Linked DNA regions of Rattus norvegicus: regions 1, 2 and 4 are each linked to region 3. The links are chromatin contacts, called in public Hi-C maps. All regions are on one chromosome and are shown on one strand. Each heading gives the region's core, a stretch centred on a gene start, on an enhancer-like site or on the middle of the called end of the contact. The rest is flanking DNA. Distances are from core to core; before and after follow the strand shown.

Region 1 (6,125 bases), core at 2,425-4,924, 150 kb before region 3:
GGACGGGATGATAGGTCCCTGTGAAGAAGACAGACCAGGAGGTACTGGAGCACAGGAGCATATCAGAGTCCTTGTTGCCATTAAATCCTAAGTCTCCAGTATGGGCACACAGTGGCATCTGTTTTCTAGCATTCTGATTTTTGCTATTTCACTGATGGCAGAAGGCCTATGTGCTAAAAAGCATGTGACAGTGGAGATGCCACAGGTCCCCAAAGACCCATCACATCCCAACAAGGGCAACTCAATCCTATCTGGTGCCCCCTACCCTGGCCCCAGCTCCCTCTTTGGTCGTTCTTATCCTGATAGTGTCTACAGTCAAGCCCTGATACTTCTTCTCCATTAGTGGGTCCTGTTCCCACCGACTTCACTGTCAGAAAGAAAGGTGACAGCAGCACTCAGGAGCTGAGACCAGGGGTCTCTCCCACAAGCCTGCATTCAAGTGACAACTCACGTCGCCTCTTGGTTCTCTAAGGAAAAGGGATCTGAAAGTCAAGATCGGGGAAACCAGCCTGTCTTATCTCAGGGACTCTGCAAAACAGTGCCAGCACACTCTTCCTGGACCCTCAAGTGTTCTAATGAACAGTAGGGCCTTTCACACACAAAATGGGGTTCTCCAACATTGAGCCAACAGTCCTCTACCTCTAGACTTCAGGGTCAAATTCCCAGGGTCAGTATCCAGAGCCACACATGCAGAGGGACACAGGACTCCAGAATAAGCTTCTTCCTCTATAAACTTCTCCCAAGGTACCTTCCGGCTCAGTGCAGTGCAGCCACTCAGTCCCAAAAAGAATACACCAACACATACCAGCACAGGGGCACTCAGGTTATGACAGTAACAACAGGGCCCTGTGGTTTGTCTGCACTCCAAAGTAATGAACCACAAACATGAGAGACACAGGACAAGTATACTATGCCATCTATCCAGCAAAGGAAGGGCCTGAGACATTCACATCCACAGAGGCCACAGGATTCTTGGTGGCTGAAGAGAGAGGCTGGGGGTACAGGGACTCAGGATGCTGAGACATTACTTGGTATTAATGATGGTGGCCCAAAAGGCCACTGTCCTGTCAGCTTTCCAGGGATATATGCAGGTTCCATGATTCTGCTTCAATAAAGCCAGAAGAGAACTGCCAGCAGCCCACAGGGGCAGCTCAACCTACTGAGTAGGGGGTCTATCCTCCTAGGATCCCCTGTGTGACCCATTCACCTCCAAGGATAAATAACGAAAAGCAATGTTTTTGGTGGCTGAGGACACTGGGTGTGCAAAGGATTTTTTCCACTTTCCAATTTTGCTCACTTTCTGCCCACAGATACAGGTCTTCCTAATACAGGATTGAAGGCCCTCCCTCCCTCCTTCCCATTCTCCCTTCCTCCCTTCCTCCATCTCTTCCCTCCTCCCTCCCTCCCTCCCTCCCTCCCTTATGATGAGAGGCCACAGGTGGGCGGCAGCTCATGGCTCAATCTATGGTTTCAACTGGCGGAGCAGGGCACACCCATGTGAGCACACGCATAGCACAAGTCTGCTTTGTACATTAGCTAGAGCTAAAAGACCTTGAGATGAAGCACCCCACTTCCACTCCTGGTCTCCCCAGCTGTGCCATCACAGCCTGCTGCACAGTGCCCCTCTCCAGGCCCATAAGGCTGGAAGGAAGGAAGGAAGGAAGGAAGGAAGGAAGGAAGGAAGGAAGGAAGGAAGGTAGGTAAGTAGGTCTACCTAGTGGGGAAACTAACAGGAGGACTGGCCTTCTGGGCCACTTCACTCCTCCAGGCAACCTGCCCTCTCTCCACCTCCTTACGCTAAAGGTAAATAGCTAGAAACAACACGCAGGCACACCTGATCCTGCACCGCAGTAGGGGCTGACTCAGCCTTCTTCTCCTATTAGGGCTGAAAATGAGCCCAAGTGGGTGGTCTACCCACAAATATGACTCAACCAGCCAGCTCGAAGGCCCTCCCGGAACTCGGTCTGAGATCACTGCTGGAGACTGGTGGTGGCTCCCTAGCCCTAAGCACACACATGGACTGTAAGAACACCTGTGGCTCTAGTCGGCAGCTCCCCGGAGAATACAGGAAAACAAAGCCTAGAGGTGCCCAACACCAAGCCAGCCATTTGACAGGGAGGTAGGGATGGCCTGTCCCTAGCCTACACCGACAGTCTGTCATTCAAAACAAAAGCCCCTCCCCAGGGCACAGTCACCCGTGTGATACCCATTGTGGTTGCCTCTAAGGAACAAAACTCAAACCCAACTTTTCCAAGCAGAGCCTAGGAGTTACATAACACTGGTCTCAGCAACAGGCAACCCAGAAGGAAAAAACGAACCAGCAGCTGTCTCTCAGCCACCTTAACCAGCCACAAAGTGGGCTGTTTCCACCCGAGGCGCCAAAACCCTAGATTTGCTCCAGAGAGCCCCTCCACCAAACTTGAACCCTGGCTGGAGGCGTGGTGGATGGAAGTGGCAAGAGGGTGAGATGGGATGGTTGGACTAGCCAAATAGGTGACCCTGGAGGACAGTGTGGGTCCAGAGGATAGCACTAGGGCCAGAGAAACCTAGTGTAGGTCACCTTAGACCCACCTAGAAGGGGAGTGAGGGCAGTTCTGGCATAAGCCTTGAGCTGGAGCAGATTCTGTGCTATACAGGAGGAGGGACACTAATGCAGGTCACTGCCCAGTCTAGCTGGGTGGAGGAAAACAGGACAGGTAGCAGAGACTAGGTGCAGGTGGCTAGGACAAGAGGCAGGGAATTAGAGGAGATGGTATGTAGTAGGGACCTGAGGCAGATGGCAATGACTGTGGCAGGTAGACCTGGGAGAGGTATTGGAAAAGGTAGCTGAAGGTGGAAGCAGAGATCTGGGAAAGGGGTAAGTAAACGGGAACCAGGGTAGGGTAGCAGAGATCTAGGACAGGTAACAAGGACCCAAGGCAGGTGGCAGGTACCTGGGCAGTTAAACAGGAATCTAGGGTGGGTAACTAGAGATGGTCAATAGGGATTTTGTTTAAGGAGCCAGAGTAGGAAGCATACACCCAGGCTTATTAACTGGACCTGGGGCCGGTAGCTCGGACCAGCACAAACTCGGACCTGGCGCAGGTTCACAGGGGCCCAGGGCTGGTTAACTGAGACCTGGCGCCGCAGCTCCCGCTCCCGCCCGGTTTCCGGCGCCGCCATGCGCCGCTCAACTCACTTGCGCGTCGAGCTGGCCGGCCGCGCCGCCTGCACCCGCTCCGCCTGGGCCTCCCGCGCCGCCGGGGCCGCCGGGGGGCGTCTGCGTCTGGCTGGGTAGGGTGAAGTCGGTGAACTCGAACTCGGAGCCCTGGGTGTCGGCACCGAGCAGCTCGGCCTCCTCAGTGTCCAAGAAGGTGAGTGTCTGAGAGCTGGGGCCGTACGCCTCCACGCTCATCTTGCCGCCCGGGCCGCGCCTTCCGCCGGCGCCTCACCGCACTCGAGCCCGAGGCTTCGCCTAGGCCTAGGCCGTAACCCGGAGCAGCCGCTGCCGCCGCCCTGAGGACCGGGCGGGCTCCGAGCCGGCCTCTGGAAGCAGAGCCCGGACTCCGGCTCCGAGCTCTGAGTTGCCGCCGCCGCTGCCGCGCCCCTCCGCAACGCTGCTCGCCTCAAAGCCGACCGCCGCTCTCAGCCCCCTGGACAGGAACCGCCGCCGCCGCCACCGCTGCGGTGCGCGTGCGCGAGCCCGACGCCGGCGCAGGCGCGCGCGTCCCTCCCGGAAAGTAGCCAACCGCACCGGGGCACTAGGAGCAGAGCGGGAGGGCGGAATTCGTCGTGCGCCTGCGCGAAGAGGCGGGCCTTCAACTGCCTAAAGGACCTGGGCTCGCGAACTTGGCTCCGCCCCAACCGCTGCCTAGTGATGCGCATGCGGGGTTGCGACATCCTCACCGCCAGGCTTCTGGGCTGCATGTTCATTAGGTGCTAACTGAGGCTCTTTCCAGAAGGTCTTGGGTGTAGAAACTGTGGCACAGGGACCGCGCATCTGCCTTCCTTGAGCTCTAGTTACCCCGTCTGCCACTTGACTCGTGGCCATCTTTACTATTCATCGATTGAATGAGTAGAGAGCAGGGATTCTGCCAAATGGTAGTCACTGCTACCCCTGGCACTCCTGAAGCCTGTGAAGATAACTGCTTCTTTCTTTTATCTTGAGATCAAGTCCCACTGGTCCGGGCTAGCCTGGGAATCGCTGAGAAGGGGTCAGATCCTCTAGAACTAGTTACAGATGATTGTTAGCCCCTCTTGTAAGTGCTGGGAGCCAATTCTTTGCCTCTGAGCCATCTCTCTAGCCTGTTTTGAAAGAGGGCCTCATATAGTAACCCAGGCTGGTTTGGAACTCTGGGGAATCTTCCTGCCTCAAAGCCCCTGGTGGTGCGATGACTGTACATTCGATATTGTCCACAGAACCCAGAGCTTTTGTATGCTAGGCAAAGGCCACCAACTGATGAGCATCCACAGCCAGAATCGAGACTCAGAGGAACACACTCCTTCCTCCCTGTGCTACCTTCCCACTCTCAGTGGAGGATGTGTAAGTGTCGCAGCTCTGAAGGGAAAGGCCTTCCCCCACAGAAGTGGATCCGCTCTGCTTGGGCAGGGGAGGTTTCCCCAGAGAAAGTGTTTCACTGTGTTCCAAAAGGTATCCTGGCAATTGGGAGCCAAGGAATACAACAAAGTCACAGCACACAACAAACCTCATAGGAGATTTATTGGGAGGGGAAAACCCAGGAGGGTGGCTGCCTCTGCTGAGGTGGCTCTCCCAGTCAGTACAGGGCTGGATGTGGTGGCACGTGCCTTAAAATTCAAGCACTCAGGAGTCGGAGGCAGGGGGATTGCTAACTCTGAAGCCAGTCTTGTCTACAGAGCGATGTCCAGGACACCCAGCATTACATAATCTCAAAACACAAAAAAGATGCTGTGTGTAGAGGCCCAGGCCCAGGACTCTGGAGATGGAGGAGTGTTTGTCTGCATGCATGCCTGTGCACCATGTATGTCTATGCAGTGCCCTTGGAAGCCAGAAGAGAGCACATGATCCCCAGAGAAATGGAGTTACAGATGGTCGTGAGCTGCCTGTGGGTGCCAGGAATTGAACCTGTATCCTCTGCAAGAACAGGCTCTTGCTCACTGAGCCATCTCTCCAGCCTCAATGCACACAATTTAAGAGACTAAAATATATTTTAAAGACCAAAACAAGGGGGCTGTTGACATGGCGCAGTGTACCCGAGCTCAAATTTCTAGACCCTATGTAAATGTTGGGGTGTGAGGACATGTGCCTGTAACCCCAGCTCCTCTTTGGGAAGATGGGAAGCAGGGTCTCCAGAAGCTTGGGGCAGGCCAGCCTGCAATATCCAATGCTGACAAGAGATCCTGCCTCACACAAGCTGGGGCTTGAAGAGGCACACATGGCATTGTCTGATGTTACAGGTGCCTGTGGTAAATGGCCTGCACACACAGGCTTGTGCCCATACTGTGCATGTCTGAGACTTCTCCACAGTGTCCCAGTGTCACAGCAATGTATACTTTGTTAAGAACCTGAGGTCACAGAGGAAGTGTGGGGCCACTGTTTCTTCTCCTCCTTCTCCTCCTCTTCCTTCTTCTTTAATATAAACCTTTTTTTAAAAGGATTTTATATGAGCACACTGTAGCTGTCTTCAGACACAGCAGAAGAGGGCATTGGATCCCATTACAGATGGTTGTGAGCCACCATGTGGTTGCTGGGAATTGAACTCAGGACCTTTGGAAGAGCAGTCATTGCTCTTAAGTGCTGAGCCACCTCTCCAGCCCTTTTCTTCTTTTTTAGTGAAGGACTCTGTTAGGAAGGAAAAATGGCCAGACCTGTAATTATACACCGACCTATGGTCTGTGACCTCACGCTCTGGAGAGATGAACCCACTTGCTGGGTCTCAGACGTCAAGACAGGAAAGATAGATAATGAAGTGACCCAAGGACTGATGCTGGGGCTCTGCTTGGAGCTCAGTTATTGTACAGTGCTGGTAGCTGAATAGGACGCCTGTTTATCTGAATGCACAGGACCCTGTGTTCTACCCCCAACTCCTTACAAGCTGGGTGTGGTGGTGCACACCTGAACCCTACCCCACCCCAGCACTCAAGAGATAACCCACTGAGCAACTCTG
Region 2 (6,515 bases), core at 381-2,880, 200 kb before region 3:
GGCACTTGCTTCAAGAAAGCACATGTGGGCCGTGTGCTAGAGGCTCACCTAGTGGGTGTCAAAACCAGGCAGAAGATGCCATAAGGGTCCTCAGACAGCTTCTGCAGGATGGGAAGTACAAAGGCTGCTGTCTTGCCACTTCCTGTTTTTGCACAACCCAAGCAGTCCCGACCTGGGCAGACGGCAAAGCAGTATTAACATGAAGAAAGGCCATGATTGGTCCTGTGAGCATTCACTCATTATTGTAAGAAATAGATGGGTATGGTCTGCTTACAGTTTATTAGAGTTACAGGTGAGTAGGAGGTGCTGGGCCCTTCTCTCCCTTAGTTGGTGGCTGGCACCCGCATGTCTTACAATTCTAAGACTTGGAGACTTACAGGTGGTCTGCTATGTGACTGAGCCTATGATTATAAAAGGGGGGCAGTTTCAAGCCCCAAATTATTCATTAGATAAGAGTTGGGGCCCCAATGGACCAATGGGGTGGGGAATTTGGGAAGGGGGCAAGCCCTGCAGGATTGGGGGGAAAGCTTCGAAAACTTGCTTGAAATCAGTATACCAGTTACTTTATCCTTTTTTCAATGCCAGCACCCTTTTCTGCAGAATAGAATATTAAAAGCTGTTTTATGTTCACTAATCCCTTGAACATCATCTAATTTCCAACAGTTATTATGACTGCTTGTTTGAAACAATTTTTCAAGTATCCCAGGCTGGTTTGCAACTTGCTACACAGCTGAGGATTATCTTGAACTCCTGATCCTCCTGCTCGGTATTGAGATGACTGAGATGAGAGATGACCACGTTCGGCTCCAAGGATGCCTCTTTAATGGCAAAAGTGAGCTGAACTGAAGAGCACTGACACAAACACGGAGCCTGGAGTTTGACAGCCTCTGTTTCTGTTTGCTACGTCAAGGCCAGTTCTACTCCCCACCCCCTTTTTTTTGCCCCAGTGCCACGTTTTAGTCATTCACCGAACTCTCCCTAATGCTCGGGTTCTACGAAAATTTCAGAGGTTCCATCCATCACCTGTATGACAATGCACACGAGTCAGTCGAAGCCTAAATGCCAATGCTGCGGGTCAGGATCTCTGAAACACCCAATGCTGTCCTGATTCGTGGGACCCGGGGTAAGGAAGAGGGGACAAAGAAAGGCATTAAAAGAGAGTCAAGGACTCACCTTCCAGGATGGCCGGGATGCACCCGAGCTGCACCGGCGTGGGCTGCTTCAACCCCAGCTGTCGACACTGTTCCACCAGCCACGACGATAGCCGGAGCTCAGCGAACCCCGCCATGCTTCAGACTAGTGTAGAGAACCTAGTGGTGAGCACTTCCGGCGCGTGAATGGTACATCACGTCCACCCGGAGCAGTCCCGCCTGGGAAAGTTGTGAACGAACCCTGGCAGATGAATGTGACGTCACGGAGAGCCACTGCGCAGCCACCCGCTCCAGATCCCTCAACCAATCCCAGCTTCGACCGCTTTTCAGTGTTTTGGTCCTGAAAACCTTGTGTTTGTTCATCGAATCCGATCTATAGTTCTCGGGAGGCTTTGCATGGTTTCTGTTTCAACGCCTCCTATTGGTCCCATAGAACTACGTTTCCCATAGTTCCCGGCGGCAGGTCCCTGCTTCCGGCCTACGTGTCTCCCAGGAAGAAGACCGGTTAGAGGGGTGGTGACATGGCTCCTCCGGCTCCCGGCGCGGTCTCTGGCAGCTCTGGAGAGGTAGACGAGCTGTTCGACGTGAAGAACGCTTTCTACATCGGCAGCTACCAGCAGTGCATTAACGAGGCGCAGCGCGTGAAGGTAGGCAGCGTGCGGAGCAGTTCTGAGGTTTTGGTCGGCGGACTCGGTTTTTCTTATAGTCAAGGATAGTTTTGAACTTACTGTGTAACCGAGGCTGACCTGAAGTCCTACGCCTTCAGTCTCCACCCCTTGAGTGCTAGGCTGACAGGCGTGCACCCCTGTGCCCAGCTTCCAAAATTTTATTAGTTGATTGATAGCTCAATTCGTAGCCCAGGCTGACTTGAAGTCAGGGTAATGATGAGGTGACAGGTGTGCGCCACTGGCTCTATCTTGTAACCTCTTACTATTTCGTTTCTCCTCACTCCCCTTTCATTAAGTGTTTAGGCAGGCATCGTGGTGCACGCCTTCTATCCCAGCACTTGGGAGGCAGAGGCGGGCTGATCTCTTAGTTCAGAGTCAGCCTGATCTTCATGAGGGGTTCTAGGTCAGTCGGATAATACTGTAATCTGTCTTAATAACAGTCTCAAGCCAGAGGTAGTGTCGCGTCTCTTAAATCCCAGCACCCAGAGGCAGAGGCAGTCAGTTCTCTGCGTTTTAGGCCAGCCTGACCTACATAGCGACTTCCAGGGCAGCCAGGGTGCCACAGAAAAATCCTGGCTTGGACTGTACCCTCCTCGCCCTCCCACCCCACCCCCCCAAAAAAAGAGAAGTCCGATTATAAATGAAGACAGTCTCCTTTAGCCCAGGCTGGCCTCGAATTCCTCATCTTGCTGAAGAACACTGAATTCTTGATTTTTGTGCTTCCACTCTTGAGTACTGGGATTGCAGTGTGCACTGCCAGCCCCAGTTTATGCAGTACTGGAGGTGGGAAGCACAGCGTTGATGCAAGTGTTCTACGGACTAAATCCCAGCCCTGGCTTTGTTTTATGTTTTAAACAGTCGCACGTAGCCCAGGCTGTCCCTAGATTCAGCAGTCTTGCCTCAGCCCTCCCAGATGCAGGATGACAAGCCTGTGCTTGTCTTTAGTTCATTAAAAATGGGAATTGTCTGCAACAGCCTGTGTTGTTGACAGGATCACCTATCACTGATCCCTCTCTGCATGTGTGTGGAAAACAGCATTCCTGCTGGGCTCAGTGAGAGACAGAGTTGATGGAACTCCAGGCTTTCTAGGTGCAGTAGCCTCGGCAACAGAGGCCAGGCAGGCAACCAGGAAAGTGGTAGTCTCAGGCCTGGCTATTTTGACTGTGAAAACAGCGTAGCATTCCAGGGTCAGGGCATGATGGGCTGGAGTGTGGCTAGGGTAAAGTGTGTAGAGTAGTGTGTGGAGGTTTGTTCTTACTGGTCTCAAAGCTCTCTTTTCTTAAGGTTCTGGACAAGCAGCACTTCCTAGCTTTCCCAGCGGCTCTGTATTCACTGAAGACATCTAGCTCCTAGAAGGTTCTCTCTAGTCCCAGGCTCTTCTCCCATCTCAGAACAGCCAGATGTGGCGTCCTGTCATCCTTAGGACCTCTTCTATCTCCCTTCCCATAGGTCCCTTTCCTCTATGTCTCTGCTTTTAAGGACTTATGTGGTTAGGTGTAAGTTCCTGATTCTGGACTCTGAACTTTAGGGATGCGGGACAATAAATGTTTAGTCACCAGTCATTGACCCAGCAAGCTACTTCAGTGACTCTCTGTGATACCGGCATCTTTCCTTCCTCTCCTTATGCCTTTCAGGTTTAGGGAGACATCAAGACTCTTGTGTACTGGTCAGATGCCCCACCCTATGTCCTCGCCCAGTGTTGGTTGAAGCTTGTGCTCCCTCTCTCTCATCTTCCCTTTTAGTACCTACCACAAGTACACAGCAGCCCCACCTCCGACATCAGCCAGCCCAGTCTCCCTGGGGCCCTCAGCATGTCTCATAGTCCAGGCTGGTCCTTCTGCTGAGTTCCCAGGATCTCTTCAGATAGCATGCAGGTGGCCTGGTCACCATCTGTTCTTCCAGGCAGGGAGAGCTCTAGAACTGTAGGTGGCTTGAGGCAGGGCCTCTCCCTGCTGCAATTTCTGGCCACATGAGAGCTGCTGGTTGCTAGACTGCAGTGATCAGGGGCCCCTCGGTGTGTGGTCCAAGCTCCTCCAAAGGCTGAGGCAGGAGGATCATTAGACTCTGTCCTGGGTGCTAACTAAAATAAATGTGTGTATCCACCGACCACAGAATGGCCTAGCCTGTGTGCCCAAAACACAGTATATCATCACCCTGTCCTCACCCCAGGTATCACACCCAGGAGGCCGAGGCTGGAAGATTTCAGGTAGTTCATGATCAGCCTGGACTCTAAACTCAGTAGGACTTTTCTGGGCTGGGGCATGCAGCCCTGCTGCTGCTGCAGCCATATGGCACTGTGCCCTGATACCTGGGGTGATGACAGCCTCATTGAGATAAGATCAGGCTTTTTACACTGTGCCCTCTGTGGAGGCTCCTTTGGGGCTTCTGGGCCTCCTGGATTCCAGCTAAGGCCCTGAGCTATTAGCCTGAGTGCACCAGGGAAGCTCCCAGCAGGCTCCTCAGCCTCACTCAACAAATCTCCTCACAGCTGTCCAGTCCTGAGAGAGAAGTCGAGAGGGATGTCTTCCTGTATAGAGCATACCTCGCACAGGTGAGTGTGGGCCGCCTGGGAAGGGCACAGGTACTCTGCAGGAAAGCTGTGGACAGTCAACCCAGGGGCCTGGGTCACCATGCTTCATCATGGGGAGGGTTGGGTATGTGTGGTCTGAGGACAACTTGTGGGGATCCATTCTCTTCCATTGTATAGGTCCTGAGAATTGAACTCAGGTCACCAGGCTTGGCAGCCGTCTCACATAGCCCAGGCTGGCCTTGAATTCACTATGTAGCCCAGGATGACCTTGCTTCTCCAGCCTCCACCTCCTTTGTGCTACCATTACCCACATAAAACAGTGAGGTGTATTTTCACCCATTTGTTCTAAAAACAGCCCCCAAGCCGTGCAAGATGGCACAGACCTGTCGTCCCAGCACTTGGGCACCTGAGGCAGGAGGAGCTCACGTTTGAGGGTGCCCTGGGCTACACAGCTAATCCTGCTCAAAAAGATAGATTTCTAGTGACCTCTGAAAAGGTCTTCTTCATTCTGGCCTAGGGCAGGGCTCAGGTGCCCAGGAGGAGCCTGCCAGTCAGCCTCATCACAAAATGTGTGTCACAGCCTAGGTTTCATGCTCTGTGTGGGTCAGGGGAATACTGCGTGTAACTCTCTCAACAGGGCATGGCGACACACACATAATCCCCAGCACTTAGAAGGCTGAGGCAGGGGCATTGCTGCAAGTATGAGAGCAGCTTGGGTGAGAAAGATAGGTGGCTCCAAAAGTAGCCATAGGTGTCAGGAAGGGGTCTGCCAGGTGGGGGAAGGTGGAGCACAGCAGATGCCCTCTGTCCCCACACTGCTGACACATATCCCCAGCTACGGCAGCAGGGGAGACATGAGGAGCTTGCCGTTTGCTGCTGATGCTCATGGCACTGTTGGCTCGAGCAGCGGGTTGCTGATGTTGGCTGTGGTTTGGGAATACGAAGCCTCCAGGTAGGAACGACTGACATGCACCTATGACCGTAGAGGAAGTATGGTGTGGTCCTGGACGAGATCAAGCCTTCCTCGGCTCCAGAGCTCCAGGCTGTACGAATGTTTGCTGAGTACCTTGCCAGTGAGAACCGAAGGTAAGGCTTGGCCAGGGCAGGTGGCACTAGGCCCAAAGAACCTGGGGCCCAGGGTCTGCTCCCACTTGCAGAGAGGGTAAGATGTCCTTACTTCCTATCCCTTTACTTCTGGTGTCTCCATTTCCCTCCCCTGCTCAGTGGAGGTGATGACAGCCCCTTCCACACAGGCTGTGCTCAGCTGGGCGTGGCTGTATGTTGAGTGTGCTAAGTGTGCACATGGCCTTGGCTTCCTAGCACTGAAAAGAACATGGAGTGGGGGCTCTGGGAACCATTCAACAAGCCTTGTCCTAGAGCCCCAGACTCAAGAACACCGTCCCTTCCTAGCAGCTGTGCTGGCCATACCCAGGGTAGAGTAAATCTCACCTGCTTCGCCTGAGGCCAGGCCTGTTCACGGGCTCAGCACAAGGCCATACAGAGGCCTTTAGGATTCCCACCACACAGAAGTTGATCACTTCTGATGCAGTTTCTCAGCTGTCTCATGCCGTCCTCCAGCACACAGCTAGCCAGTCAGGAGTGCCTGTTCCCACCAGTTATGTCACCTGCATGAGAATGGATGGCTGCAGGCATCAAATGCTGGTCCCTGATGCAGCTTGTTGGGGTTGCCTGGTGCCCTGTAAAGATAGCCTGGCCACACTGTGGCTTGTTCCTGTGCACCCTGGGCTGACACCTCTGCGATCCTGAAGAATGGGATCCCTCAGAGACCCGAGGCCAACTCCTGCCTTAGCCTCACTCTGAGCAGCCACATCTCACAGGGACAGCATCGTACTGGAGCTGGACCGCGAGATGAGCAGAAGTGTGGATGTGACCAATACCACTTTCCTGCTCATGGCTGCCTCCATCTACTTCCATGACCAGAACCCGGATGCAGCCCTGCGCACCCTGCACCAGGGTGACGGCCTTGAGTGGTGAGTGCCTGAAGCCTGCTTCCTCTAGCTACTTTAAGAGACAGGGTCTCGGGGGCTGGGGAGATGGCTCAGTGGTTAAGAGCACTGACTGCTCTTCCAGAGGTCCTGAGTTCAAATCCCAGCAACCACATGGTGGCTCACAACCATCTGTAATGGGGTTGGGTGTGTCTGAAGA
Region 3 (6,999 bases), core at 1,104-3,603:
CTCTGGTCCCTGGGGAGCCACCCTCACTCGGCAGATTCGGCATCAAACCTGAGTTCCTGCAGAACCTCACTGATGGCCTCCATGGTTTTAATTACCCTACAAGAGCGGATGGAAACTATAAATAAAACCCAGATGGGGTGAATTAGCTGAGCTGCACAGCTAGCGGGGAGGGGGGCAATGGCAGGCCCTCCAGCCTGCTGCCAAACCTCAAGCCCAGCCTGGGAGCATGCCCAGGAGGCTGGGTGGCTCGGTGGGTCACAGAAGGCTCATGGGAAAGGCCATGGTGGGGGGAAGGGGTACATGTCACCAGTAAGTCGGGATGCATGCCTGCCTACGCTTAGAGACCTGCAATAGAACTGTAGGGGTTCACACAGGGGAGCAAGTGGGATTGATCATGTTCAAACTCCTGAAAGCAATAGAAACTGTAGGCGACATGATATGCTGGCACATCCTAGGAAGCATGTATCTGGGACGTCAGAGTGCCTGCCCCTCTCCCACCAAGGTGCCAATGTAAGGTAGCTGGCAGGCCGCGGGGCCCACGGAGCTCACTTTATCTTCAGCTGGTGCAACTTTTCAGGGTCCTGTTCTGACACTCCTGGTGTCCCCATCACCTGCAGCAGCGCCACCTGGAGGTGGAAATGGGAGTGACAGTAGACAAAAGCCACACAGAGGGAAGGAGGGCCAGGAGTGGACCCTAAGGAGAGCAGAGCTTGAGTGGGAGGGTTTGCTTTTAGGGTTCTCCTGTGGAAGGCAGTACTGAATAGTTTGGAAATAGTTTCATAGTTTGTAAAACAGTTTGGAAATAGTTTCATTGTTTGGAAAAGCCAGAGAATGGTGACAGGTACGGTAGGCGTGGCCTCCACCCCAGTGGCGGAACAGGAAGTTATAATTACAGGATGGTGATACATCTGGGACTCTGCAGAGTTTGGGGTTCTTCACTAAGAATTCCAGACCAAAGATCGACCGATGTGTGCATGGTTTACAGTGGGCAAGCTTCTCCTCTGCTAACATTGGCTAGGTTAGGGTACGTGGAGCCTTGGGATCTGGGTCAAGGACCAAGGATAAGTGTCTGTGGGTATTTGTGGAAGTAGTTTGTGGGTTCCAACGGTGATAACCCAGAGTTAGAGAGGGACTTAAGCAGCCACAGTGGTGGATGCGTTGGGTCCCCAGGGTTCTTAGGGCAGCTTTACTGAGGGGCTGGTATAAATAAGCAAAATCTGGGAGGGAAATACAGGCAGACAGGAAAAACCAGGAGAGGGCCCAAATGCACCGAGGTGTGTGGCAAAAATAGTAGTAGGTCGGGGTGGCTGGGAATGGGTTGTGGCCCATGCCCCATTCTGAAGGAGAGGCGGTGATCTTACCGTGGCTAGGCGCGTCTGTTCTAGCTCTTGAAGGTTGCGCACGTGGCGGGCGAGCACCGGTTGCGCTCGAGGCCCTGCCAGCTCCGCTTCCACTGCCAGTACCTCGCACGAGGCAGCGGCGAAGGCCTGGGTCACCTCATGCACGACACTCCGGTAACTCGGGAAGTCATGGTGCAGATCACTGAGCAGGTACTGACGGTGAGCTCTGCGGTGGGCGGGGAGGATGCTGAACTAACACCCCTGACTCGCAGACCAAGCTCCCTGCTCTAGTCACCTGGAAGACCCACCCAACTCGAAGGAGCCAAACCTGAATCCCACAGACTGGGAGACCTGCTGTCAGGACAGAGGCCGAGCTTACCCATCTCTGCACTCGGAGAAGCTAAGGATCAGGCAGAGGGTCACGCCTCCCCCTAGGCCACGCCCACAGTCCTATTCTGCTCTACTCAGATACAATGGGCCACACCCCCAGCTCCACCCTTTCTCGGAGTAGACTCCGTCCTCCCGACAGGTTTCAGTGTCACGGACCCTTTTACCCACCCTCCTAGACCTCGCCTCTAAGTACGCTGTGCTCCGGGCTACCACACTCCCGCCATCTCCTGGACCAGATCTTGGTTATCTCCCCAACTCTTCCAAACAAGTCCACAACATAGGTCCATCCAGTCCCGCCTCCAGCCATTTCTCAGCAAGTACCCCTTTGGCAAGCTCTCCTAGGGCCCGTCCCCTCCTCCAGCCCAGCCGGCTCACTGGTCTAGACGGCGGAAGGCCTGTGCACGTTCATTCTGCAGCTGCTGGATCCTCTGCACCAGCGTAGCGATCGGGGCATCTCTCTACGGAGGTGTGGGGCCATGAAGCCAGAGCCCATCGCCCATCGCCCCGCACCCGTCGCACCAGCACCCGAGCTCACCCAGGCCCACGTGGGCTCCGCAGACCCGGGGCCATCCGCAGCAGCTAGCACCTCTGTGGCGGCGGTGAGCATGACTGCGCAGTCCAGCGTCGCTTGGGAACGGCCGCCGCTCCCCCTGCTGGCCGGGAGGTCCACGACCAACCCGCGCGCACCTGGCTGCCTTTGAACTCTAGCTCTATAGGAACTAAGCTCCAGGATTCCTTGTACATCCGTGGATCCTCACAGGCGGGTATCAAACAAGGTCACAATTGAAGCTACAAGTATTTCTGCACGGGCGATGCTAAGAATGTAGCTAGGGGATAGGATGTGTCAGTGGCTGAGTACTAGTTGGTGTTGCAGGGCTGGACCCAACACCACTATCGACATGGCCACTCACACCTGCCTTCAGTACAACCAATGCCCCTTTTGATGTCGCCTCATATAGTGCACACAGTCCATCCTTTCAGATTACACCTTTGAAATGGGATGCAGGGCAATAATAATGCATGCCCTTAATCCCAGCACTGGGGAAACAGGAAGATGTCTGGGAGCTTGAGGACAGCCAGGGCTTTAGAGAAAAACCAAAAATAAAAAAATAAAGCTGGGCCTAGGAAACCCAGTGGTTGAATGCTCTGAAAGATTCTCTCCCCGTTTGACATTAGGGATGGAATGATGGCTGCACATATACCGGGGATTTGCAAACTGCTGACAACCAGGTTCAAGCCCACAGAACCTCTGAAATGACAAGGAAGACTGAATACCTCAAGTCAATTGCAGTCAACACAGTTGGTCTAGCACTCCCCAGGATGGGCTAAAATGTGCCAGGCCCCCTAGAGTACGAAGCTATACTCATGCAAGTGTGCCTGATATTCGAAACCAAAGGTGGGTGAGATGGCTTCACAAGCCCATAGCTTTCTATGTTCCTGTGACCCCCAGTGTCATGTCTGACAGAACAGGGCTGATGGTGAGCCTGGATCATGTTGCTCAGGCAGCATCCTAACTGGCGTATGGAGGACTGAGTATGGAGTATTGAGTTGGGTAAACTGCCCTTTCAGAGATCCTAAACCATGGTCCCCACACATCAGAGCTGAGACTACATAATGACAATGTGGCCAGAGCCTGCTTCCTCATACTGGCTCCCTACAGCAGCACCATGGGCTCTATCTTTACACGGGTTCCAAGTTTTAACCGACTTGCAACCAAAGGCCTAAATTGGGTGTGGCAGAGGCCTGTCTGCCATCCCAGCCCGCAATATTCAAGTGCAGCCTGGGCTATATGGTGAGCTCCCTTCTCACTGGGAGCACCCCACTCCCCACATATCCCTGAACAGAACAGTCACTCTGGACACCAATTACTGCTCCAGTCGATGGAAGGGGACTTTATTTGGTCCCGGGGTCACAGGCCAGGTATGGCCCAGCTCTATTTGACCTTCTTCTTGGGGCGCAGGTTGTTGGTGTGGCCGCACTTCTTCTTGCGGCAGTTGACTGCACGGGGGTGCAGGCGTGCGTAGCACTTGCGGCAGATCATCTTGTCACAGTTGTACTTCTGGGCAAGCTGACGAAGGGACGGCTCGATGATGCCACCGCGAAGACGCAGCACCAGGTGCAAGGTGGACTCTGTCAAAGATGACAAAAGCTGAGTCCCGCCCGGGCAGCTCAGGGTAGATCTCACACAGGACAGGGTGTGGGCTGCCCAAAAAACCCCAAGGAGCACACCCCAAAGATTCTTCCACAGAGGCCAGACAGTAAAGAACTGAGACTGAGGCCAGAAGAAGGGGCGGTCACTACGGTGCTGGCATCGGGGAGCTTTATGGGTCCCGTGCAAGCACAAGTCAAACTGCAAGAGACATGCCCAGTGGCAGTCAGTCAGCCCTACACAGCACAGCAAGCATCCAGGTGCCATGACACACTGGCACCTCACTCCCCGGTGCTCCACTCAGGCTTACACACACCCACACAGAGAACAGGCAGCCAGACGTAATGGCACACGGGATTTGAGCACAGAATAGTCAGTGCTATGCAGAGATGCACACAATGTATGTGTGTGTGTGTTGTGTTTGAGTGTGGTGACATGAACACAGAACATCGGAATAAATGCTCAAATGGGTTTGAAGCTAACACGAGCTAAAAGGAGTTCTTCTAGACACTCTGGGCCTAAGCTGACACAATAACAAAAAGACAGAAGTAAAGGCGTGGCAAGTAAGGGCACACAGATGGGCCTGTCTAGTGACCTGGGCTCAAGCCCTGAAGCCCACACAAAGCTTGAGAGGAACCTATTTCAAAAAGCTGTCTTCTTCCCCTAGCTCACAACAACCACACATTCCCACTGTAAACACATAGAGAAGATGCCAGGTGACTGGAACAGCAGTCCACAGTCAGCCCCACCTACAAGCAATAGAGCCCTTACCTTTCTGGATGTTGTAGTCGGACAGGGTGCGGCCATCCTCCAGCTGTTTGCCAGCAAAGATCAGTCTCTGCTGGTCAGGGGGGATGCCTGTGCACCAGAAAACCAGGCTGGTTACAGCTCCTTCCAGTAGTAGCTGAGACCACTCCAGTCACCCAGAGGCAACCAAGCTCAAGCACTCCCACCCCCTAGGACAGAGCCCTCAACAGCACAGCCCACCTTCCTTGTCTTGGATCTTGGCCTTGACATTCTCGATGGTGTCACTGGGCTCGACCTCAAGAGTGATGGTCTTGCCCGTCAGGGTCTTCACGAAGATCTGCATGTTGGCGTCTGCTGCACAGTGGAAGGAGACACATGAGTCACAAGTTGAGAAGGCCGAGAACTATCTAGTCTTTTACTAACCACCCAAGACTGCTTATTTCTTAGCTACCTTTACTTCCAAACCACCCAGTCCTGCTGCACACTGAAGCTCAGCATTCCCACTCTGCCCTGTCTCAACTTTCTCAGTCACCACCACCCGCTGGGACCGTAAGTCCCACCCAACAGCATCCTACTCTAGCAATGGGCTTGGTCCTCTGCCCTCCAACTGAAGGATCGGACAGCAGTTTTCTCCTAAGTAGGGCAGGCTAGACTCACTGTGACCTATTTCTCAAGTGCTTAAGTGAGAGCAATGCACCGCCACCAATATTTTAGTGTTTTTTTTTTTTGTATAACCAAGGCAAACTTTCCAGCCTTGGGTGGCCACAAGCCCCCAAGCACAGTCTAGCCCTTAACTCGCCCCCCCCCCATCTGTAGCCACCACTAGAACCAAAGCCCAATATTATCTCAGGACAGCCCCAGCACTCGCTCTGTAGTTAAAGTCCGAGCTCTTGGTCTTTCCGCCCGCAGCTCCCCGGTCGGACCGCCGCGTGCCCGCTGCGCGCCCAGGTCCCGGCTGTCGAGTTCCACCGAGCATGCGCGACGCCGAAGCGGCACCCGCGACCCCTACAGTCCCCTCGCCGGTTCCCGCCGCATCCCGGCCCCGGCCCAGGCGCCACCAGCCCGTCAGCGACGGGGCCAACACCAACCCGCTCGGCCGCCTCGTTGAAGAGAAAGAGGACAGCGGAACCGGAAACCCCCTAGTCTCCTCTCAGGACGCCTGCGCACTGAGCACGCTGCGTGTCGACGTCACAATCCGCGCCGCACGTCGTCCGGTCCCGAGCTTCGCCGGGCGCCATGTTGGGCCCTGGCAGGAGAAGCCAAACTGTCTGGAGCCGCTTCCGGGCGGAGCTTTACCTTCAGCACGTGACAGCCGCTCCTGTGGGAGGGTCCTGTGTTGCCTTTCAGACATGGTTTTTGTTTGAGGTGTTGCTAGCCTTGTGCTGTCAGCACAGCAAGCATACTGCGGTGAGTACTAGGTTAGCCTGCACTACCTACCAGGTTGGCTGGGGTTCAGAGTAAGCCACTTTGTCCAAAGCCAGTGAGAAGACTCAGCGACTGAAGGCACTTTGTCATCATGGTGGAGGGAGAGTTGTTTGCCAACTTTAACCGGCGCGCAAACGCAAAAGAAATTAATCCTAGCAGTTGGGGAGCAGAAGCCTAGGATTTCTGGAAGTTCAAGGCCACTGCGGTCCACAGAGTTCCAGACCAACCATAGTGAGATCCTGTTTCAAACAAAAACAATACTATCACCAGAGGCTGAAGTGCTGAATTTCTTGTAAGCTTGGTCATGTGCCTCTTCCTTTTTATTCCCCAGTGCTTTCAGTGCACTAGGCAAAAAGCAGGTGTGGGGGTTGGGGTTTAGCTCAGTGGTAGAGCGCTTAAGGCCCTGGGTTCAGTCCTCAGCTCCAAAAAAAAAAAAAAAAAGGAAGTAACTGGGAAAATACCTTTCCTTTTTTTTATTGAAAATAGGCTTTTTCTTTCCCCATACAGTATAGACTGATAAGGATTTCCTTTCTTCAAGTCGTTCCAGATTCTCCCCAGGTCCCTACTTACTTAAATCCACACTTTTTTTTTTTTTTTTTTTTTGTTCTTTTTTTTCGGAGCTGGGGACCGAACCCAGGGCCTTGTGCTTCCTAGGCAAGCGCTCGACCACTGAGCTAAATCCCCAGCCCCAATCCACACCTTTTTTATTTTTTAGGAAACAGACAGGCTTATAAAATAAAACAAAAACAAAAGAGGACGAGAAACAGACATAGGCTTACACATTTGTAAAACACAAAAAAAGTTGGAAACCATAATATATACAATGATAAGGTCCAGAGAAACACCTTCAAAATTACTGTTGAATTTTGTGGCCTGCCCTTCAAGTGTGGTTTGTATACCCATTAAGATTTTGTTGGAGAAAATCATTTTTCATTTGTGAATGGCTGT
Region 4 (6,933 bases), core at 990-3,489, 130 kb before region 3:
TGTGGGTCATTAAGCTAGGACATCTCTCCTTAGAGGAAAATACGGATAGACCCCACCTCTGGCTGGGTGGAACCTGCAGTCTATCCTAGCACTTAGGAAACGGAAGCAGAAGGACCAGAAGTTCAAGATCATCCTTGGACACAGAGTAAGTTTGAGGCTAGCCTGGGCTACAGAAGACCCTCACAAGAATAGAAAACCAACCAAACTTACAAAACAATTGAAGCAAGACCCATTTAGAACAGTCGGTGTGTAAATTCCAAGTTACAGAGCCAGGCTGATTTGGGAGCCAGCTCACTAGTGATCCTCACAGGCTGAGAGTGCTCTGATATACAGATGAACATTCAATATTATGTCACAGGAAGACACAGGAAGACATGCTCGGACAGCACTGGAGGCTTGGAGAAGCAGATGTCTGCTGTGAAAGGACAGAGGAGAGGCACGGGCAGGCAGGCAGGCAAGAGGATACCTTCAGAGGGAAGCCAGGACACTTACAAGCTGCCTGGGAGAGGGTCCCTGCCCCTTGGGAGCCAGCAGACAGGGGTGAGGTCAGGCTGACTCCCCTCCCTTCTGTCCTCAGCACTGCCTCCACTCTTGTCCTTCCTTCAATCCTGACTCCCTTTCCCACAACTCCCTGAAGGGCTCAAGCCACGTGGCCCTGAGGCCCAGCCCCGTGCCTAACTTGTGGCAGACACCCGTTAGGCTGCTGTGTGCTCCTGCCTCAGCTGCAGGAGGCACTCCGGAGGCCACAGGTCTGCCCAGCAGTGGTGGTTTTCTGAAGGATTCCAGTGCTGGTCAGCAAGAAGAACTCTAGGTGTGCTGGGAGCCAAAGAAAACAGGAGGTAGCTCAGCCAGCAGGGCGGATGCCATGGGGACCTGGACTCTCTGAACACAGCCACCTTCCTCTGCAGGACTGTTTTCCCTCCTTTGCTCCCATCCCCACCCCACCCCCATGACTCCAACGACACCTTGGGCCTTAAGACATTGGCACTGCTTTCTGCTAGCCCCAAGATCTTGACAGCACACCTGAGGTCTATCCTGCAGCCCAGCCTCTTTCCTACTGAGGACAATTGAGCAGTTTCCACTATAGCCCTGCTGCCTCTGGGTCCTAGTGTAGCCATTTCCACACCCACCTCGGCTGCGTTTGACAGAGCCTGGTAACTGCTTCCTTCCAGTGTCTGTCCCCCAGCAGCTAGCTACCTAGCAGGGGATGTGACCCACAACAGGCACATTTGTTTGTGTAAAACATGGGTGTACCAGACATCTACACACACACCCTCCAACACGCACCCCGCCCCCCAACTGGAGCCACCTCACTGCTTTCCATGACTGATCTAAGGCCTTTATTCTCTTTGTTTCTTGTACTATCTGTCTCCTCCAGGCAGCCCTCCATGATTTCTTCTTGGAACAAGGGATCTTCCTGGGTTGCAGTGGCCCCAAGTGGGCCAGTCCCCCTCCCCCGAGCCCCAGCTTCTCTCTCTACAGACTGTAAGCTGTGAGTCCTGAAAGGCCAGGTGGAGAGGGTTAAAACTCCTGGAGGCTGAGGTGTTTTACAGCTCAGAGTGGGGCTGGCTCGGGAAAGGAAAATTTTCAGTTCTTTTTATGACAGGCTGTCTCCCCAGTGGCTGAGAAGCCAAGTTCAGCGCAGCCCAGTGAGAAGAGAACCCAGGGAAGCTGAGGTTCCCTCCTCCACCCATCCCCAGCACCGCTACTGTTTACTCAACTGTGCAAAAGGGGAAATTGAGGCACAGACATCATTTACTGAGGATTGTTTGTTTGGAGGTGGGGGTGGGGGTGCGGAGGAATTCAAGGCTTAACACCCTCATCCCTCACAACCTCCTGCTGACCCGGACTGAGCCACACCCATAGACCCCTTTTGCAGAAGGGGGTGTGGGGGCCAGAGTGGGAGACCTTTTGATTACTTGTGACTTTGTTTCCCCAATGTTATCTGAGGGGGCGGACGGAGATTGTATTGCATACAGCAGGCACTCAATGGTGAACCAGAGTGTTGGAGAACCCCACTTGACTCTCCAAGGCTCATGACTCTTTCTCTCCTCAGACCCCACCAGGTACTGATCAGCCGCGGGTCATCCCGCAGGGCCATGGGGCGCGGCCCTGAATGCAGAGCCTGGCCTGTTTACCTTGCGGCGGGCTCTGGGCAGGGCCGCGGGGGCTGTCCCGGACCCAGCGCGGGGATAAATAGGCCGCGGGCTTGAGGGCTCAGACAGCAGCTGCAGCTCCGTCGACATGAGCCCCACTGCCTGCGTTCTAGTGCTCGCCCTGGCTGCCTTGCGGGCTACCGGCCAGGGCCAGATCCCGCTGGGTAAAGCCGCTTAGTGAGGGGCATGGGTGGACAGAAGGCCCCTCAGTTCCCTCAAGGCTCATGATTCCTGCTCCTCGGAGCTTGGGGTCCGCTCTCCAGGAATGTCCGGGGTTCCTGAAAAATGAATCGGCGGGTGGAGCTTGGATGGCCCTAGAGGAGGCGGGAGGGGTGATGGAGTGGTTGGGTCGCCCATCACTGGCCCCTGTGGACGCAGGTGGAGACCTAGCCCCACAGATGCTTCGAGAACTCCAGGAGACTAATGCGGCGCTGCAAGACGTGAGAGAGCTCTTGCGACAGCAGGTAAGGAAACAGAGAGGCAGACAGCAGCGATGAGACAGAACAGGGACAGGGCACACAGAGGGGGCTGAGGACAGTAGAGAACAGAGAGGGAGACAGCGCCGGGTCAGAACAGGTGCAGGGGAACATCGCGGTGACGAGAAGGGAACAGAAGGGACAGAAAAGGACAGAGGAAAACAGCGCAAGAGCTGAGCTGACAGGGCGCGAGACAGAGCGGATGGAAACGGCTAGGGACAGGATGCCGGACTGGATGAACCTGGTCAGAGACAGGGAGACAGGGGCTCCGGAACGCGCTTGTACAAAGGCAGATTTAAAGGAGGTGGTTATGGGCACCGGGCTTCCGAGGAAGGGGGTCGTGGAAAGAGGAGGGGGACCGAGGAGAGGGGCTTGGGAAAGGGTCCCGCTGACTTCTTGCCGGGCAGGTCAAGGAGATCACCTTCCTGAAGAATACGGTGATGGAATGTGACGCTTGCGGTGAGCACAGCCCGGACCCAGGGGCGGAGGAAGGGTGGGGGCACAGAGTGGAAAGGAGGAAAAGGGCTGGGAAAGGAGGCTGGCGGGGGCGAAAGTGGACGGCGACCCAGCGGACTGGACGCGGGGAGATGCGCGGAGATCAGCTACAAGGCTGGAGGCTCGCACAGCCGCAGGGCGCACGCGCGAACATACCCAGTCCCAGCGTGGGCTAATTCGAGCCCCTTGGGGGCGTGGTCCCGAACGGCCCCACCCTGGGCGGGAGAAGCTCATCTTGTGGGCGGGGCCGGACAGGCACCTCCTCCGGGCGGAGCCCAGGATGGCTCCTATCCTGGGCGTGCCCTAACTTCTGTGGCTCTGCAGGAATGCAGCCCGCACGCACCCCCGGTCTGAGCGTGCGGCCAGTGCCGCTCTGCGCACCCGGCTCCTGCTTCCCTGGCGTAGTCTGCACGGAGACAGCTACCGGCGCGCGCTGCGGCCCCTGCCCTCCGGGCTACACCGGCAACGGCTCGCACTGCACCGACGTTAATGAGGTGCGCGGGCTCCCCACACCCCCGCCGTCCTGTTCCTACCCGGGCCGACCCCACCACAAATTCCCTCCATCCAGACGACGTCCCCCTCATCCACTGAGGGTATTCTCCTGGAGCAGCCCCTCGCAGCCCGGGACTCCAACCCAGAAGACCTCACGTCTAGCAGGGGGGCCCCACCCAGCTCAACTCCATCACTATATCAGACGCACGCTCTGACCACGCCTTTTGCCCATATCGACGCCCACTCCAACGACCCTTTGGACGCCGGGGGTGGCTCTCTCCAGCCCTTCCCCTCACCACTGGGGCTTGCTCGCCCGGACCACGTGTCTGCTTTGGAGAGTCGCCCTCGACGGGGTGATCGCTGCCGTGCTTGCAGGTCCAGGCGGCCACTTCCTCCCTCGGCTGGGGATGCCCGCCCCCCAAGTTCATTTTCTCATCCCTAAGAGGTCACAACTCCATGCCCATGAAGGCAAAGTCGTCAGCGACCCTCGGGTTCTTTATCCCGTGTGGCACCGTACTTCAAGAGCTGGCTGATGGCTCTTAAGCGCCCTGAAATGCAGAGGCTTGCCAATCCCTTTGAGTTCGAGGCCAGCCTGGTATACATGGTGTGTTCCAGAGCAGGGAGAGCTATGCAGTGAGATCCTGCCTCCAACAAAACAAACCCCTTGCCACATCCAGGAAGCCCCAAGGTCCGGGTTCTCTCTGTCCAGCTTTGGGCTCCTAATCCTGTGTGCTCCTTTCTCACAGTGCAACGCTCACCCCTGTTTCCCGCGCGTGCGGTGCATCAATACCAGCCCTGGCTTTCACTGCGAAGCCTGTCCCCCTGGGTTCAGCGGGCCCACCCACGAGGGTGTGGGGCTGACCTTCGCCAAGACCAACAAACAAGTAAGGGAAGCAAGGGACCCTACATTTACGGCAGGAGGGAATGAAAGGCATTTTGTCCAGAAAACTCGTTCTAGTGAGAAAGTTCTTGGAGGGGGGGCGGGCGCAGGTTACAAAGAGGCGTGACCCGTGTGAAACGTGTTTTGTCTGCCTGTGGTCTCCGTCCCCCAGGTTTGCACAGATATTAATGAGTGTGAGACCGGGCAGCACAATTGCGTTCCCAACTCCGTGTGCGTCAACACCCGGGTAAGGAAGGGACCGTGAGGTTGACCCCATCAAGGCGTGAGTGGGTGGCCCGCTGACGGCTCGCGCCTGCGCACAGGGCTCCTTCCAGTGCGGTCCCTGCCAGCCCGGCTTCGTGGGCGACCAGAGGTCAGGCTGCCAGCGGCGTGGGCAACACTTCTGCCCCGACGGGTCACCCAGCCCGTGCCATGAGAAAGCAGACTGTATTTTGGAGCGCGACGGCTCAAGGTCCTGCGTGGTGAGTGCAGGAGCATAGGGCGTGGAAGAGGGTCCCGGGGCTCCGGCGTGCCTGGACATTTCCACCGACTCCCCTATGCAGTGTGCGGTCGGCTGGGCCGGCAACGGGCTCCTGTGCGGACGCGACACAGACCTGGACGGTTTCCCGGACGAGAAGCTTCGCTGCTCAGAGCGCCAGTGCCGCAAGGTGGCCGTGGCCGGGAGGGCGTGACCGGGAGGGTTTGGTGAGCCAGATAGACACGCGCCTCACCCCCGTGTTCCCGCTCCCCAGGACAACTGCGTGACGGTGCCCAATTCAGGGCAGGAGGATGTGGACCGGGACGGCATTGGAGATGCTTGTGACCCGGATGCGGACGGGGATGGAGTCCCTAATGAGCAAGTAAGGCTGTGTAGGGTCCGTGGGCGGGGCTTGGTGGCAGCGTGACCTCTAGGCTTTCGCTAGTTATCCAGCTTCCGGAGGAGGGACCAGACCTTCTTGGAGATGGGCTGGTCTGGGAAGTGGTCTTTAAATTTTATTACATTTACTTATGTGTATGTGCGCGCGCGAGTGTGTGCTCGCGAGTGGGACACTGTGTGTGGAGGTCTAAAAGGCTACTTGCAGGAGTCGGTTCTCTCTTTACATCGCGTAGGCTCCCGGGAAGACTTAACTATGGCTTTTCCTACTCCCCTGCCAGGCAACTGGGACATGATCTCTGTCCCATGCTGACCTTGCTTTCTACTCGTCCTGCCTTCTAGGACAATTGCCCGCTGGTTCGAAACCCAGACCAGCGCAACTCGGATAAAGACAAGTGGGGAGATGCCTGCGACAACTGCCGGTCCCAGAAGAATGATGACCAGAAAGATACAGACCGGGATGGCCAGGGCGATGCCTGCGACGACGACATAGATGGCGATCGTGAGCATGACTGAGGAGTGGAGGGTGGGACCCATCCCTCAGTGGAGGTACCTGCAAAACTTGAAACTGAGTGGTAACTTGGCCTAGAGAGCCCTGATGTGGCTAGAGTTAAGCAGAGGGAAACAGGAAGCCATTCTGGTAGAGAGGAGAGCTGAGGCATGAGTGGCGTGGTTGTCCAGTTTAACATCCCTGGTGAGCTTCAACAAGATGCGTAGCAGGGGATGGCCGGGACTCCTGATCTTCCTGTCTTCACCTGCTGAGTACTGGGATGACAAGTGTGTACAACCATGTCCTCCTTGGCCACCCTTTTTTATTTTACATTGTTGTTACTGTTTTGAGACAGGGTCTCTCTACATAGTCCCAACTAACCTGGAACTCACTGTACAGACCAAGCTGGCTTCAAACTCACAGAGATCTGACTGTCTCTGCCTCTTGAATGCTGGGATTAAAGGCGTGTGCCACTGTGCCTACTTTAATTTTTTTTAAAGATTTATTTATTATATATAAGTACACTGTCCCTGTCTTCAGACGCACCAGAAGAGGACATCAGATTCATTACAGATGGTTGTGAGCCACCATGTGGTTGCTGGGATTTGAACTCAGGACCTCTGGAAGAGCAGTCAGTGCTCTTAACCACGGAGCCATCTCTCCAGCCGCACTTTAATTTTTTTTAAAGATTTACTTTATATATATATATATGTATCTATATACATATATACATATGTTTGTATGTATACACACACACACACACACACACACACACACACACACATATATATATATATATATATATATATATATATATATGCTGTAGCTGTCTTCAGACACACCAGAAGAGGGCATCAGATCCCATTACAGATGGTTATGAGCCATCATGTGGTTGCTGGGATTTGAACTCTGGAAGAGCATCAGCGCTCTTAACCTCTGAGCCACCTCTCCAGCCCCCCCACTTTAATTTTTTAAATCTTGTTTTATTTGATTTATTTTTTTCTAAGACAGGGTCTCACTATGTAGCTCGGTCTGTCCTAGAACTCAGCACAGTGCTCTGCCTGTCTCTG

What was found. A called contact is a pair of places that touch in the nucleus more often than the background predicts.
Region 1: a contact with region 3 is called in a Hi-C map of mammary epithelial cells, with 2.0 times the contacts expected there. The contact joins the promoter of Upf1 here to the promoter of Rex1bd in region 3. A contact is called at or near these places in 2 of 12 Hi-C or Micro-C datasets (hepatocytes and mammary epithelial cells).
Region 2: a contact with region 3 is called in a Hi-C map of hepatocytes, with 2.3 times the contacts expected there. The contact joins the promoter of Cope here to the promoter of Rex1bd in region 3. A contact is called at or near these places in 6 of 12 Hi-C or Micro-C datasets (the A7r5 cell line, the Rat2 cell line, hepatocytes and 3 more).
Region 4: a contact with region 3 is called in a Hi-C map of hepatocytes, with 1.9 times the contacts expected there. The contact joins the promoter of Comp here to the promoter of Rex1bd in region 3. A contact is called at or near these places in 11 of 12 Hi-C or Micro-C datasets (the A7r5 cell line, Schwann cells, frontal cortex and 6 more) and 1 of 1 datasets of contacts at active chromatin or transcription factors (oligodendrocytes).

What each region holds. Positions count from the first base shown.
Region 1 is chr16:19,108,087-19,114,211 of GRCr8, reverse strand. It overlaps Upf1 (UPF1, RNA helicase and ATPase), which reads right to left and starts at 3,674. Exons shown (of 24, transcript NM_001427359.1): 1 at 3,179-3,674. The coding sequence starts at 3,394. LOC120097369 (a long non-coding RNA gene) reads left to right here and starts at 3,857. Exons shown (of 3, transcript XR_010058650.1): 1 at 3,857-4,522.
Region 2 is chr16:19,154,152-19,160,666 of GRCr8, reverse strand. Cope (COPI coat complex subunit epsilon) reads left to right here and starts at 1,630. Exons shown (of 10, transcript NM_001399438.1): 1 at 1,630-1,798; 2 at 4,308-4,370; 3 at 5,335-5,435; 4 at 6,188-6,340. The coding sequence starts at 1,673. It overlaps Ddx49 (DEAD-box helicase 49), which reads right to left and starts at 1,314. Exons shown (of 13, transcript NM_001115023.1): 1 at 1,174-1,314; 2 at 49-172. The coding sequence starts at 1,288.
Region 3 is chr16:18,951,377-18,958,375 of GRCr8, reverse strand. It overlaps Rex1bd (required for excision 1-B domain containing), which reads right to left and starts at 2,353. Exons shown (of 5, transcript NM_001399434.1): 1 at 2,266-2,353; 2 at 2,106-2,188; 3 at 1,362-1,566; 4 at 550-626; 5 at 1-96. The coding sequence starts at 2,337. The coding sequence ends at 24. It overlaps Uba52 (ubiquitin A-52 residue ribosomal protein fusion product 1), which reads right to left and starts at 5,752. Exons shown (of 4, transcript NM_031687.3): 1 at 5,715-5,752; 2 at 4,867-4,980; 3 at 4,651-4,737; 4 at 3,596-3,860. The coding sequence starts at 4,969. The coding sequence ends at 3,664.
Region 4 is chr16:19,084,854-19,091,786 of GRCr8, reverse strand. It overlaps Comp (cartilage oligomeric matrix protein), which reads left to right and starts at 2,239. Exons shown (of 19, transcript NM_012834.2): 1 at 2,239-2,320; 2 at 2,535-2,620; 3 at 3,040-3,091; 4 at 3,452-3,621; 5 at 4,366-4,503; 6 at 4,672-4,746; 7 at 4,823-4,981; 8 at 5,063-5,167; 9 at 5,252-5,359; 10 at 5,716-5,875. The coding sequence starts at 2,245.